2 separate regions of the Mus musculus genome follow, and region 1 is linked to region 2. A link is a contact called in public Hi-C data. All regions are on one chromosome and are shown on one strand. The core of a region is the stretch at or near the end of the contact, and the rest is flanking DNA. Distances in the headings are between cores, read along the strand shown. Region 1 has its middle 110 kb from the start of Olfr267. Region 2 overlaps Lpar1 (lysophosphatidic acid receptor 1).

Region 1 (6,193 bases), core at 1,587-4,086, 160 kb after region 2:
CTACATACACAAATCTCTCTCTCTCTCACACACACACATGCATACACACACACACACATATATATATACTCATACACACATACCTATACACATATAACCATACACACCCATTTATACACACACATATATATACATATATATATAAAATCACACATGCCCATTCATATATATATACATATACACACATAACCACACAAACACACATGCATGCACATATATGCACACTCATACACACTTACACAATATACACACAGACACACATGCACCTACAACACACACATACACAGACATACATACACACACATATACTCATACATACACAAACATAACCACACCATACATACACACACATAACACATAACCACACAAACTCATACATTCACACACACAGACACACATGTATGTACATACACACACAGACAAACACACACACATTTTGAGATGAAATACACAGTTCTTCAACTGCCTGATTTGTTTTTTAAGCTTATCTGTATAATCTTAAGAATGGAAGCAAGCTAGTAGCACCAAAGGGAATTCTAACAGTCAGGCTCTCTACAAACCAAACAGAAAGAGAAGTACAGGCTTAATATTAAGATTTTTTCTAATTGTTCCATGCTCATTAGCCCTCTGGTCTCAGATTCCACTGCTGGTAACACTCACAGTGTCTCGGAGCTTGTTTTCATCACACATGTAAAGATTTATTTAACTTGAAAGTCCTCGGAGGTTCATGTGCACTGAAACCAGAGTGGAGAGCCTTATCACGTGGTTCTGATTATGGCTCAGCACACACAGCCTTGCAGAGAATAATTATTATTGCAGTAAAGAAGTTTTGCCCAGGCTTTCAAAAAGCACACTCTAGATCTTGAGAAACTTAACAAAGACCTTGTTTGTTATTTTTAATCAAAGGGGTATGTTCAAAGTTAAGACGTGGAAAACAGCCTTTTCTCTAGAAAACAGGGAAATAAAACACTTGAAAACCAATTACACTTTTGCTTTGAGTCAGATTCCGAGCTCAATGGCAGAGAGTATTACACAAGAAAAAAATAATACCTTCTGTTCTCTGTTGCCCAGTGAGTGTATGGGAGACTTAAGGATTGAATTTTATGTTTGGAGGGAAAGAAGTATCTCCCAGCTGTCACTAGGATTATCACTCTGCCTCCTGGACAAATGTTTCCTAAGTCCCTAAATATGACACTCAACTGTATGAAACTCTGTTCCTACGTTAAGGGAGTTAAGCCTGAGTTCTGGAGTTAAGAGCTGAGGTTGCTCTCTCCCTTTGCCATCCTACAGAACTTGCCCTGTTAATTTCCACGAAACAAGATGCTGGCGAGGTTGTGGAAAGAGGAACACTCCTCCATTGTTGGTGGGATTGCAAGCTGGAACAATCAGTCTGGCGGTTCCTCAGAAAACTGGACATAGTACTACCGGAAGATCCAGCTATACCTCTCCTGGGCATATACCCTGAAGATGTTCCAACTGGTAATAAGGACACATGCTCCCCTATGTTCATAGCAGCCCTATTTATAATAGCCAGAATTTCTCATCTGAGAAGTGTGATGAAGGCAAAGTTTGTTTCACTGGGCTCCTACAAGAATCAGATAAAAGAACTGGGTATGGGGCTGCAGGCAGAGGCAAGTAGATCTCTGTGGGTTCAAGGCCAGCCTGGTCTATATGGTGAATTTCAGACCATTCAGATCTGGTAGTGAGACCTATTGTCTACAATAATATACATAAACCACATAGCACACTAGAAATGCTAACCACTGTTATCTGGTCCGTTAATTATGAAGAAGAGACACAACCTGTTTTGGATCAGTCTAATTGTCCTTGCGAGCACCACATTCCGTCCTTCCTTCTGAAACGCTACGGCAGGGGGAGGAGAAAGTACTGAGCGGTAGCTTGAACTTAGACTTCTCCAAGGCTTTCTCTTCCCCCACTCTCCTATTTGACCTAAACTCATTTCCCACCAACTCGCAGAGACACTAGCAGAGGAAAGAATGAAGAAACACGACGAAAAAGAGAAAATGTTTTTGAAGAATTTGGAAAGCGTGGAGCATGTGCCGGGGACATAGAAAGGATTAACACCAAAGTAAGATCAGAGGAACACCGATGGGATCGATGGGATCGATGGGATCGATGGGATCAAGCTCACTGGAGGAGCACTTCCCTAGAATACACCAGGCCCTGAGTTCAAACCCCAGCACTGCCAAAACTAAAAGGTAAAGAAATACAAAGAACATTAAAAGAACACCCCTGCTAAGTGACGAGAAATGTGTACACACGTACACACACACACACACACACACACACACACCAGTCATCAGCACAACATAAGGATGAGATTGTCCAGCAAATAGTTTTTGCCCCCACCACCCATTCCTTTATCTGTTTAGAGCTAACTCCGTTACACGCTAGTTGTAGCTAAGAAGAAATAGTGAACAGAACCCGATATATTAACAAACTAAAGACGTGAGGGGGGAGGGGCATTGGCGTGCATCCAGTGTGTACTGTTTCCTCTCTGCTCCTCACCCGGCTCCAGTCCAGAAAGGAGGATTCAAGTACCTGCTGCTTTCATAGGAGCCTGGCAAGAAGCATGCTTTAGCAATTATAATCAATGTCTGACCTTGACATGAGAAAATGTTATTTCTTCAAGTTAAAAAGAGCCTGCAATGGCCCTTTGTGGAACTTTCCCATCCCCCCATAATTAGGCCTCTCTACCTCATTTTTTTTCTTCCTTCTTTTTTTTTTTTTTTCCTCCTTTTACTGCAGGATTTATAAAATCCTTTGAAACATGTTGTTTCCAGATGTAGGTCCCAAGTGCCCTGTCATTTACTTCTTGTCCGAGCACCGCGCAGATGGAATTACACAAGTTCAGCTGTATGAATTCACCCTCCGATGCCTTCATTAAACCCCGGGATTTTAAGAGGCTGCCCAGTTCCTGGCAGGGACCTTTCCTTACTTCCACCCCCAAGCTGTAAATTACTAGCTCATTAGACTCAATTGTAAATGATTAGGTGTCTGGAATGCACTTTCCTTTCCCTGAGGCCCCCACGGGGTAATTACTGCACCGCAGGCCTCGCTACTTAACTCAAGCAATGGCGGGTTTGAGTCGCTCGCTGAGGAGCAAGCTTTTATTTTTCTTAGGGTATTAAAACTCTATTATCAGTTACCTCCAAAAGCAGACGATTTGTGAGCGTCCACTTCCCACTGAGCAATCAGTCTTCTAACAGGAGACAGCTGTAAGCAACAGGCTCATTTTTAATTTGGAATTTATTTTTCCCTCCACCACACAAGCAGTTGGAACTGCAGCGTGTGTGTGTGTGTGTGTGTGTGTGTGTGTGTGTGTGTGTGTGTGTGTAACTGAGCGTCAGTGAGATAATTTAACATGTTTTAAAAGCTACAATGGGCATTTCCAATTTTTAAAGGTGATGCCCATTTTGAAAGTATTTCTAGTTTTCTTTTTGGAGAGAGAGAAACAAAGGTAACTGGGGATTTTTTTTAATCTTTTTTTTTTTTTTTTTTTTTTTTTTTTTTTAATGCCTATCCACCCAGGTCTGCTTCTTTGATGAGATTTGGGTGTCTTGATTTGATTTGTTTTTTAGAGTATTCAAGACCTACTGAGTTTGGAAAGGTGGTAAGCACAGGGTTGGTCCCCGTGTGTGGAGGAGGAGCTGTCACATTGAATAAATAAGCTAGCTGAGGTTCCCAGCCTGGTTGCCATCATTTTAGCAGAGACGGTAAAACTAATATTCCCCGAGGGGCGGAAGTCAGAAGGTCAGTTCTCTGTCTAACTGAAGTGTTTACCTCTGAGGCAGACTCATGGGTCAGCGTCTTAAGACTTTCCTTATGCCTATTTGGAGGCTTCTCGGCCTCTGTTTCACTTTCGTCAGTCAGCTGGGCTCCACCATGTCCTTGGGATATAAGGAAAGACACCAACTTATTTACCATAGGGAGAAAGAAAAGGAGAGCCATGAACACAACGACTTAGCTGAGGCCAAAGATGCATTCAAAGTATAGTTGAGCAGGGAGACAGCCCGCTCTGTGCAAAGTGAGAGACGCAGGAGGTAAAGCACAGAGCAGCACCCTTCATTCCCAGCGTGCCTCTCGCCAGGCATGCGCTGTTGGATGTCCTTGATGCTAAAGGAGACTGGCCCATCCATTAACAGGACAGAAGAGCGGGACAAAAAGCTAAGTGTCTATTTGTTGACATTCACTATGTGAGTGGAGGGGGCCCTAAGTGGGTTAATCTACGACAGGATAAAATCGGAATAAGCAAGTCTAACTTCATCATGGCTCCTAAACTCGCACCTGAGAATTCATAGGATGGTAAGAAAGAGACAATGGAGCTACTGCAAAGAAGCAGAGGCGGGGAGCATTAATTATACCCAAGTGCAATCTAGGAAAGGGGAGAGTCAGGCTGTACCGCGTTGCTCGCAGCCTAGCGTACATGTGGCTTGGTGGGGGCTTTAGGAAAGCAGTGTCACTCAGGCATTGCGAGGTTCAGGGAGTTGGGAGGTTGACCTTGCTGATGCTGTGGTGGACAGCAGCAACAGTGAAACTCCAGATGTTTTACCAATGTCTCTAGATTTTTCAGAAGGATCCACCAAATAAAAGAATACAAAATAGAGTAAGATGAGGGAAAGTGTAAAAATAAATAAATAAATAAATAAAGACAAATTCACAAACTTTGGGAGATAGGCGAATATTTAGCTCCATGAAGTTCAAAAATCCTTCAATTTAAAAGTGTCATCACCCAGACACATCATAACTTCACTATCAATAGCCAAAGTCAAAAAGACCAAAAGTTAAAGTGTCAATAAAAACAAGCTGCATCCAAGAGACTCTTCACTAGACTATGAGCAAATTTCTCAGTGGAATCTATGAGTCAGCGGAGAACCAAGGTGGGAATTTAAAATTCTGGTCTGGAGTGTAGCTTCGTGCTAACCTAGCCTGTGTGAGGCCATACATTCACCCCTTACAGCACACACCAACACACCCACGTTCCTCCCCCCCCCACACACACAGGGTTAACTAGTCAACATGATGGAAGACTGTACCAAACATTTCCCAACATGAGCGTTACTTATGCATATACGATTAGAAAGCACTTACTGGAATATCAGTGAGGTTTCTCCCACCTTCACCACAAACCATCTCAGATTTCTGATAGTCTGCAATATAAATATTTATATATGTATAAACCATTTATGAATTACCTCTTGAAACATTTGCACGCCTGTCTTTTTCTTGAAGACTCATAAGCTCTTCAGACGTTAAGTGTGGTGACACCTGTGGGTCTCTATTTTGTAAATACATTAACCCCCTTTGGGGTTATTTGAGTTTATTTGTAATAGTTTTGAAGATAAAGGGCTTATTCTATTTCATTTACTTTTTCTTATTGTTCTGTTTAGAAATACTTTAATAATGCTGTGAGCAAAATCTGCTTGCCTGTATTTTTTTTAATTATTTTTTTTTTTCTTGAGGACTTGGCTGTCTGTTTTTGAAGCCATGGGTAAGGAAAGAAACTACTCCCTGCCCTGCCCTGCCCTGCCCTGCCCCTTCTTCACAAGTGGGCAATTTACTGCTCTAATATTACATAAAAACATTGCCCTGCAGAATTTCAAAAAAAAAATCTTTATTACAAATAAGCCTTTGTTTCTTAACTTTCTGTTCTGTTATATTAAAATGCATTGCTTCTTCTATGCAAATACCCTAGTGCAAAACTGTACTAAAAAGTGTGATAAAAACGTCACTTTGTGATACTTCATAAATGTTTTTTTTTCACAGTTTTATTGTAGTTTTACTTCAGACTCAGATACAGAATTTGTGAATCAGAATTCACTGAAAGGTTGTATGTTAAAGCATATTTAAGAGGTGTGAAGACACAGGAAAAGACTGTAGCAAGCCCTTCCTGAATAGGCAGAGAACACAGACTGGGGTCCCCCTGGAAGAACCTTCTGGCAGCAGGAGAAGGTTAATTCTAGCAGTCACATGAGTTGGTCCAGTGGAATTGAATCTGAGAACCCAGTAAGGTAGCCATGGTCCTTCCTGGACCATCCATGTTTGACAGACAGGTCTGGAAAGCCAGGGACAAGATTAGAATGCAAACAGAGAACCCAAAATCCACTGGAAGCAAGACCCTGTTACTGCCAAGGTAAGCTGCACCCTTAAAAACTCTTGAAACAAATGCAAC
Region 2 (6,753 bases), core at 2,079-4,578:
GCTTCAATCAAACTCAAGAGGCAGAGGCAAGAAGTTATTTGTGAGTTCAGGGCCATCTTGGTCTACAAAGTGAGCCCCAGGCCAGCCAGAGCTATACAGTGAAGCCCTGTCTCAAAAATAGGGGTGTGAGGTTGGGTCCCATGATCACAGGAGCAATACAATTGAGTCCATAAAGGAAAAACTCTCCCCTGAAGAAGCTTTGCACATTCCCTTCTTCTAAATGTTGTGTTTTCATCCCAACTAGCAATCTCTCAAAAAAGATTTATTAAGGAAGGCATGTGGTGGCTCACACCTCTAATCTCAACCCTTAGGAGACAGAAGCAGGAAGATCAGAAGTTCAGTGCTAGGCTTACTACGTAAGTAAGGCTCTGGCTTGAAAAGAGGAAGGAAAGAAGAGAAAGAGAGATGAGAGAGGAAGGAGAGGAAGAAACGAGAGGAGGAGGTAATGGGAGAAGGGAGAAAAGGAAGAACTGATAGAGGGGGAGGGAATGGAAGAGGAGAGAGGGAAGAAAGGAGGACAGACGTGTTTACTGAGCATCTACAGGAAACTGGGAGTGGCGTACAAGATGTCGCCAGCCCCTGCTGCAAATACTTTGTAATTTCATTGGTATGCAAGGAGATATCTGAGTATTGTTCAACTCTTGGAGAATGACAGTTGCCTTAATAATAAAAGTCATAAGCCAAGGGGCAAAATGGTCTGAGCCTTGTGCAGTGGGAGCAGTGGACATGGACAGTCAATCCCAGACCTTTCTTTCATCCCGCAGTGTGCTATGCTAGCTAGCCGCTCCAGGCTGTGGAGCCTCTGTAAGAAATGCTCTGGTCATGCAGCCACCCCTATAGCCTGCAGGTTTTCATTTTTCTGCTTGCATGAGTATCATGCCTTCAACCATAGCCTGAAGCACATCAGGTTCTACTTGTTTTAAGCCATGGGTAATTGCTTTATAAACAAACACATAGCAAGCAACCTTTGCAAACCATCTTGGCCCGGTGTCAACATGGGATTCCACAGCTACCCTAAGCCAATGCTGATATTCTCCTCAGCCCTACTTTAAAGAGAAAGAAAAAGACAATGACAATGTAAACAAAAGACCCAGGAGAAAGGATGGTGCTTTCTGTTCCTCATAGCAGCTTCTAGGATATGGATTCAACCACAGGAAAGTTATAGAACCCAGCAGCGTACTGTTTTATACTAACACATGACCTCATGTCCAACCCTACTTTCAGTTCTCCATAATCTTCATGCATTTATAACTCATTTCAACTCTCTATATTCACAAATGAGTATAAAAGGAACATGACAACAACCAAAAGCCAGCAAGTGGGATTCCATTCTAAAACACTAATCTGCATGATCAAGTCTATTACTATTTGGCTCAAAGTAACTTCAGTTGCTACAGTAAAAAGACTGACCAGAGGGGAACACAACACCTAGTGTGTAACAAGAAAATGTACCTTCTGGTGGCTTGAATATGCTTGACACAGGGAGTGGCACCATCAAGAGGTGTGGCTTGTTGGAGTAGGTGTGGCCTTGTTGGAGTAAGTGTGTCACCATGGTGGTGGCCTTTGAGACTCTCTTCCTAGCTGCCTGGGAGCCAGTCATCTCTTGTTCACCTTCGGAACAAGATGTAGAACCCTCAGCTCCTCCAGTACCATACCTGCCTGGATGCTGCCATGCTTCCTGCCATGATAATGGACTGAACCTCAGAACCAGTAAGCCAGCCCTAACTACATGTTGTCCTTTATAAAAGTTGCCTTGGTCATGGTGTCTCTTCACTGCAATTAAACCCTAACTAAGACACCTATCAAAAACCAAGCTGTCATACGTCATCAGTACTAAAAAGAGAGAAGAGAGAGGGGCCGGGAGTTAAGGAAAGCCCTCTGCACACCAAGCTCAGCAGCAGCTCTTCCACACAGCCTTGGGCAGATGCCGTTAGCTCCTGTCACAAGGGAGACTTCCAAGACTTCAAAAGGTTACGTGCATGACCCGACCACAGCCACAAAGCCAGGAGAGCTCTAAACCTTGAACTCAGACCAGCCTGATGCCAGAGACCAGGCTCTTTCTACAGCCTAACCCTCCAAGCGAAAGAGCAAGCTGGAGGACAGGGCAGATAGCTCATTTAATAAAGTGCTTGCCTTGCCTAGGGGTGGTAGCAACTATTTGAAGGCCCAGCACTGACGTGGCACAGATAGGAGGGTCTCTGGAGCTCACAGACAGTCTAGCCTAATCCAAAGGGGTAGACAGCATTCCAGAAGATGACATCTAAAATTATCCTCTGGCTTTACATGCATATGTACCTGGATACATACATGTACATATACATATATGTTTGTGTATGGGGGAGGAAGCACTGTGGAAGAAAAGACAGGAGAATCCCCGGGGTTCACTCTTCAGACAATCTAGCTAAATGGTTGAGCTCCCCATGTGAAGAAATAAGGTACTAAGTCATTGAGAAAGACACCTCAGGCTACCACATGCATGCATACATCTATATACCACACACACACACACAGAGTCATTTTTTTTTAATTTAATTATAAATATAACTAAGGAATGACATTTCTGGTATAAGAAAGCAAATTGGAAACAATATCTAGACTCTTATATGAAGACCAGTAAAATATGCACAAATTAAAATGGAGTAGCAAGGATCACAAAGAATTAATTTTTTTTTAATTTTTCAAATGAAAAAATACACTGGCTGACTCCTTGTCAAGACAGTCTACTAGACTGATTGATGAGGGGAGAAAATATTAGGAAATCAGCCCTAGAAACCACAGAATGGATCCCAATTCTCGCTTAAACCTCCAAAGACATATGCTGGGAAGATGGGCCTAGATGGCCCACGGGGAGCAAAGGCCAAACCCTCCATGAGAAGCTGCAAGTTCCAAGTGCATGTACAGAAATAAGCAATGGAGAACCCAGGCGACCTGGCCGGGTGCTCAGCAGGAGGAGGGCACCAGGCCTGGGAGAGCTGGGGTGCATTGAAAACACTTTCAGAAGAGCCTCTGCCTCCAAAAGCCAACAAAGAGAGTAAACTCAGGCTGCATTTATTCCTGACTTGCATCGGCTATGAAGAATTCACCAGAAAACTGTGAGAAAAGAATGCCACAAGCTAGCCGCAGCCGCAGTCGCAGTCGGGGACAGCAGTGCCAAATGACAAAGGCTCCACTAATTAGTGAATGCCACACCAAATGCCTAAAAGAAAAACTCCAGTTGGAAGCAGACTTCCATCTGACGGCTTCAACTGAAGCTGGCTCCCTCCCCAGGCCTCACAGGAAGATAAACCTCTAATTGGCAAATTAACCTACTATAAGCCTAACCTTTTTCCTTATTCTGGATATCAGTCAAGTCATGACTCATACGAGCCTCTTGAAAACACACAGGGTAGATCCCCAGCAAAGAGGGGCTGAGGAGAAGAAAAGGAGAAATATTGAGTAGACACCAGCTTCTCTCTCCTAGGATAAGCAACAGAAAAATGTCCAAGCGCAGCAGGCCAGTAAGACATACTGTGAGAGTTGAAAGTAAAGGGATTCCAGATTGAGAGCCTGTATTTACTTAAACAATAAGTATGATTCTTAAAAGAGAAACTTCTAGTTCACGTTTGTAAGGTTGCTGAGGGCACTGCAGCAGCATCTCTGAACACAGGGCACGTCACCAGGATGGAAAGTCAAGGTCAGGAAAGAGTTTGTCCCAAAGGACAAAGAAAGGTAGGTCTGGACTGTGAACTTAAGCAAAGGTAGTCATGGAAATAACAGAAAATGAATACTGAGAAGAAGACAAATCAGATCGCTGGGATAGGGAAACCTACATTTAAAGACACCATCCCCAACACAGGATAGGCGAAAGAAAGTCTTGGCAGGAAGGAAGCTGTACATGGTGACACATGCCTGTAATCCCAAACTTAGGAAGCAGAGACAGGGGGATCAGAAGTTCAAGGTCACCCTCAGCTAAATGGCGAGCTTGGTGTTAGCCTGGGTTCCATAAGATTCTATATCCTTTTTGGTTTTTGTTTTTGAAGATGAATGCCCCAAAATTTTAGAAAACTGCTTCACGGATACTCACTTGAGATTAAATGGTGTGTGTGTGGGGGTGGGGGGAATCAGTCTTTATACCTGTTTTGTTCTACAAACAAGCTTGACAGCCTCCTGGCGGAAACCCAGGAGAAGTGTTCTGGACCCAAGACCTGGAGCATTGAGGAGATGAGACACTGTCTCTCTTAGCATCTGTCCCCATCTGTCCTTCCACCAGAACGAGACAGCATTCACCACCACACTTACCTCCCACAAAGCACGAGATAGAAAGGTCTGTCCTTTGGAAACTCTGATCAGAAGGAAAAGACTTAACAATCCTAAGTTCCAGAGCGAGACACTGTGCTCACTGAAACAAAAACAGGATGTTTAAAAAGCAATTAACTCCAAATTTAAAAGGATTAGAATGTGAACTTAAGAAAGCTGGCTAGAATTTAAAAATAAGATGGGAGAACAGAGCAGAGGAAGAAAGAAATAAAGCAGAAACCCTAAGAGATATATCAGAAGAATAAAGGAATAAAGGAAAACAAGCTAAGGCCAGAGGGAGGGCTGCAAGTTCAAGAGCAGCCTGGGCAACTGCGGAGCCAAAAGTGGGCTGGGTTGTAGACCAGTGTCAGAGGCCTTAGCTAGCAGACTCATTGCCCTGGGTTCAAAAGGGAAAAGGGGGGTGGGGAGGACTCATGAGTCCCTAAAATGGTAGGTCATGTGTCTGTAGACTGAAAGAGGCCATAAGAAGCTGTTCACCTCAATGGACTTTGATAGGATTATACTAATCTGGAGATTTTAAAGTCCTTTAAGGGCTAGAAAGGCTGCAGCTTATCGGTAGAGGACAAGTATGTGTGAGCATGTGGGCAGCAGGAGGACTGAAGCCAGCACTGCAAAAACTGACACCAAGGCAGCCATGGCAGCAACATGGTCATTAAACAAAACTCCTGAAAGACCTCAGAAAAGGGGAACTCAGAAACCAACAGGTGGGAATCCAAGTGCCTTCAAACTGTTAAGTAATGCCCCTAGACGCAAGGTGACAGTGGGACAATGAGAGGGAGGTGACCCTTCTGGAGGATGTGCTGCTGGAGACAGGAAGGAAAACAGAGGTGGAGACTAGGACAATAGATGTCAACACAGGAGGAGCCAAAGGAAGTTAACTGTGAAGAGCATCCCTGGATGGCACACATGAGAGTGAAGAAGGTGTCCTTGGTAGACCAGTTGTCCATCTGGATATACAGATGGTAGGTTTATAAGAGAGCCTGATGTTAAATGCAGAGTTAATACATAGAAAACTAAGTCAGCATTAAAAAGATGATGACAAAAAAAAAATGATGACCTTGAAACAGACCCAATTTTTTGTTTCAGAATAAAAAGGTCCACAGATTTTCACACGGCATGAGAGTGAACGATAGTAATGGGGGCCCAGCACATTAATGAAGGATTAGAGACACGGATGAACCACGGAACCCTTACCTAGCATGAGCCAGGCCCCAGGTTTGGGGCCTCAAGTCGATCCCCAACGCTACAACAGACAGGTGTGACTACTAACCCAATTGAAACAAAGACTTAACACCAGAGGGACAACAGAGTTGGTGTAATAAGGGGAAATCAGAAGAAGGGCTCAGTTTCCTAATCAAGCTTCATGGAGCTAACACTTTAAAAACATCTGTAACTGATCAAATTCTAAAAAAAAAAAAAAAAAAAAAAAAAAATGAATTGCAAAGAATATGACCCCAAATAAAAAGTTCAGAACTATCCATAAAATGAAAAGTATCAATGCAGAAATTCAAGATGATGTTAGCCATTGTTGGGGCTGAGATGGGGGTGGAGCACAAGTGCTTATGGTAATAGATTAGGTCATGTTGGTTAGAAAGTATGGCTCAGAGAATAGCAAATATTCAAGTAAGGATAACCAGCACACTTGAGGGAAAACAAATGGCACAGAGGCGGTTTAACAGGGACGTCACTTTCTTCGTGCAAGAGCAAATAATGTGATAAAGGATGGGTGGAGGACTTAAGTAAATACTTCCTTAAAGGACATGTCAGTGAACAGAAAACAGCCAAAATGAAACTCCACAGTGCTGACTACCAGAAAGACACAAAGCAAAATTATTATGGTCTTGTTCAAGAGGATGTGAAAGACTGGATCTCTGGTACAAATGTAAAGTGCTACAGTCAACGCAGAAGCAAATGGAAAAGCCTCAGAAAACTCAAAATGTGAGGCAGAAATCCCACTTTTGAACACATTTCCAAATTATTAAGATAGGATCTTTCAGAGCTACTCAATTACTCATGTTCACATAGCATAGATACAGTGGCCCAGAGATGGAAGAAACCCAAGTGTCCAGTGGTAGATACACATATATAAACAAACTGGTAGATACCCATAATGGGATATTATTACACCTTAAAAATGAATCAAGCCCTGACATAGGCACCAAGCAAGGTGCACCTTAGTGACATTTTGCTAAGGGAAATAGGTCACATGCTAGTGTTGCCAGGCACTGAGAAGGAAGAATGGTCCGCAGGGTATGTTTAATGGGCATAGAATTGCAGAATCATCATAAGGAAAGGTTTATGGAGAACAGTTGTACGCTATGGCTTGACTATGACCTTTAAAAGTGTGTGTGCTGAGGCTGGGGAGGTGGCTTAGTGGTTAAGAGCACCTGCTGCTCCTGCAAAGGTCCCAGGCTTGATTCCCACATACAAGATCAAGCCATCCATAGCTACAGTTCC

The links. A called contact is a pair of places that touch in the nucleus more often than the background predicts.
Region 1: a contact with region 2 is called in a Hi-C map of uterus, with 4 times the contacts expected there. The contact joins two enhancer-like sites. A contact is called at or near these places in 3 of 484 Hi-C or Micro-C datasets (cranial neural crest, nephron progenitors and uterus) and 1 of 9 other capture datasets (adipose tissue).

What each region holds. Positions count from the first base shown.
Region 1 is chr4:58,667,800-58,673,992 of GRCm38.p6, forward strand. No RefSeq gene overlaps it. Among named protein-coding and RNA genes, the nearest start is that of Olfr267, 110 kb to the right of the region's middle. Within about 2 kb of position 2,837, at least 63 of the 459 cell types and tissues checked have an H3K27ac peak or open chromatin away from gene starts, as enhancers often do. A contact at or near this core is called in uterus, where this site is marked.
Region 2 is chr4:58,505,768-58,512,520 of GRCm38.p6, forward strand. The region is part of intron 1 of Lpar1 (lysophosphatidic acid receptor 1); the gene reads right to left. Among named protein-coding and RNA genes, the nearest start is that of Lpar1, 44 kb to the right of the region's middle. Within about 2 kb of position 3,329, at least 32 of the 459 cell types and tissues checked have an H3K27ac peak or open chromatin away from gene starts, as enhancers often do. A contact at or near this core is called in uterus, where this site is marked.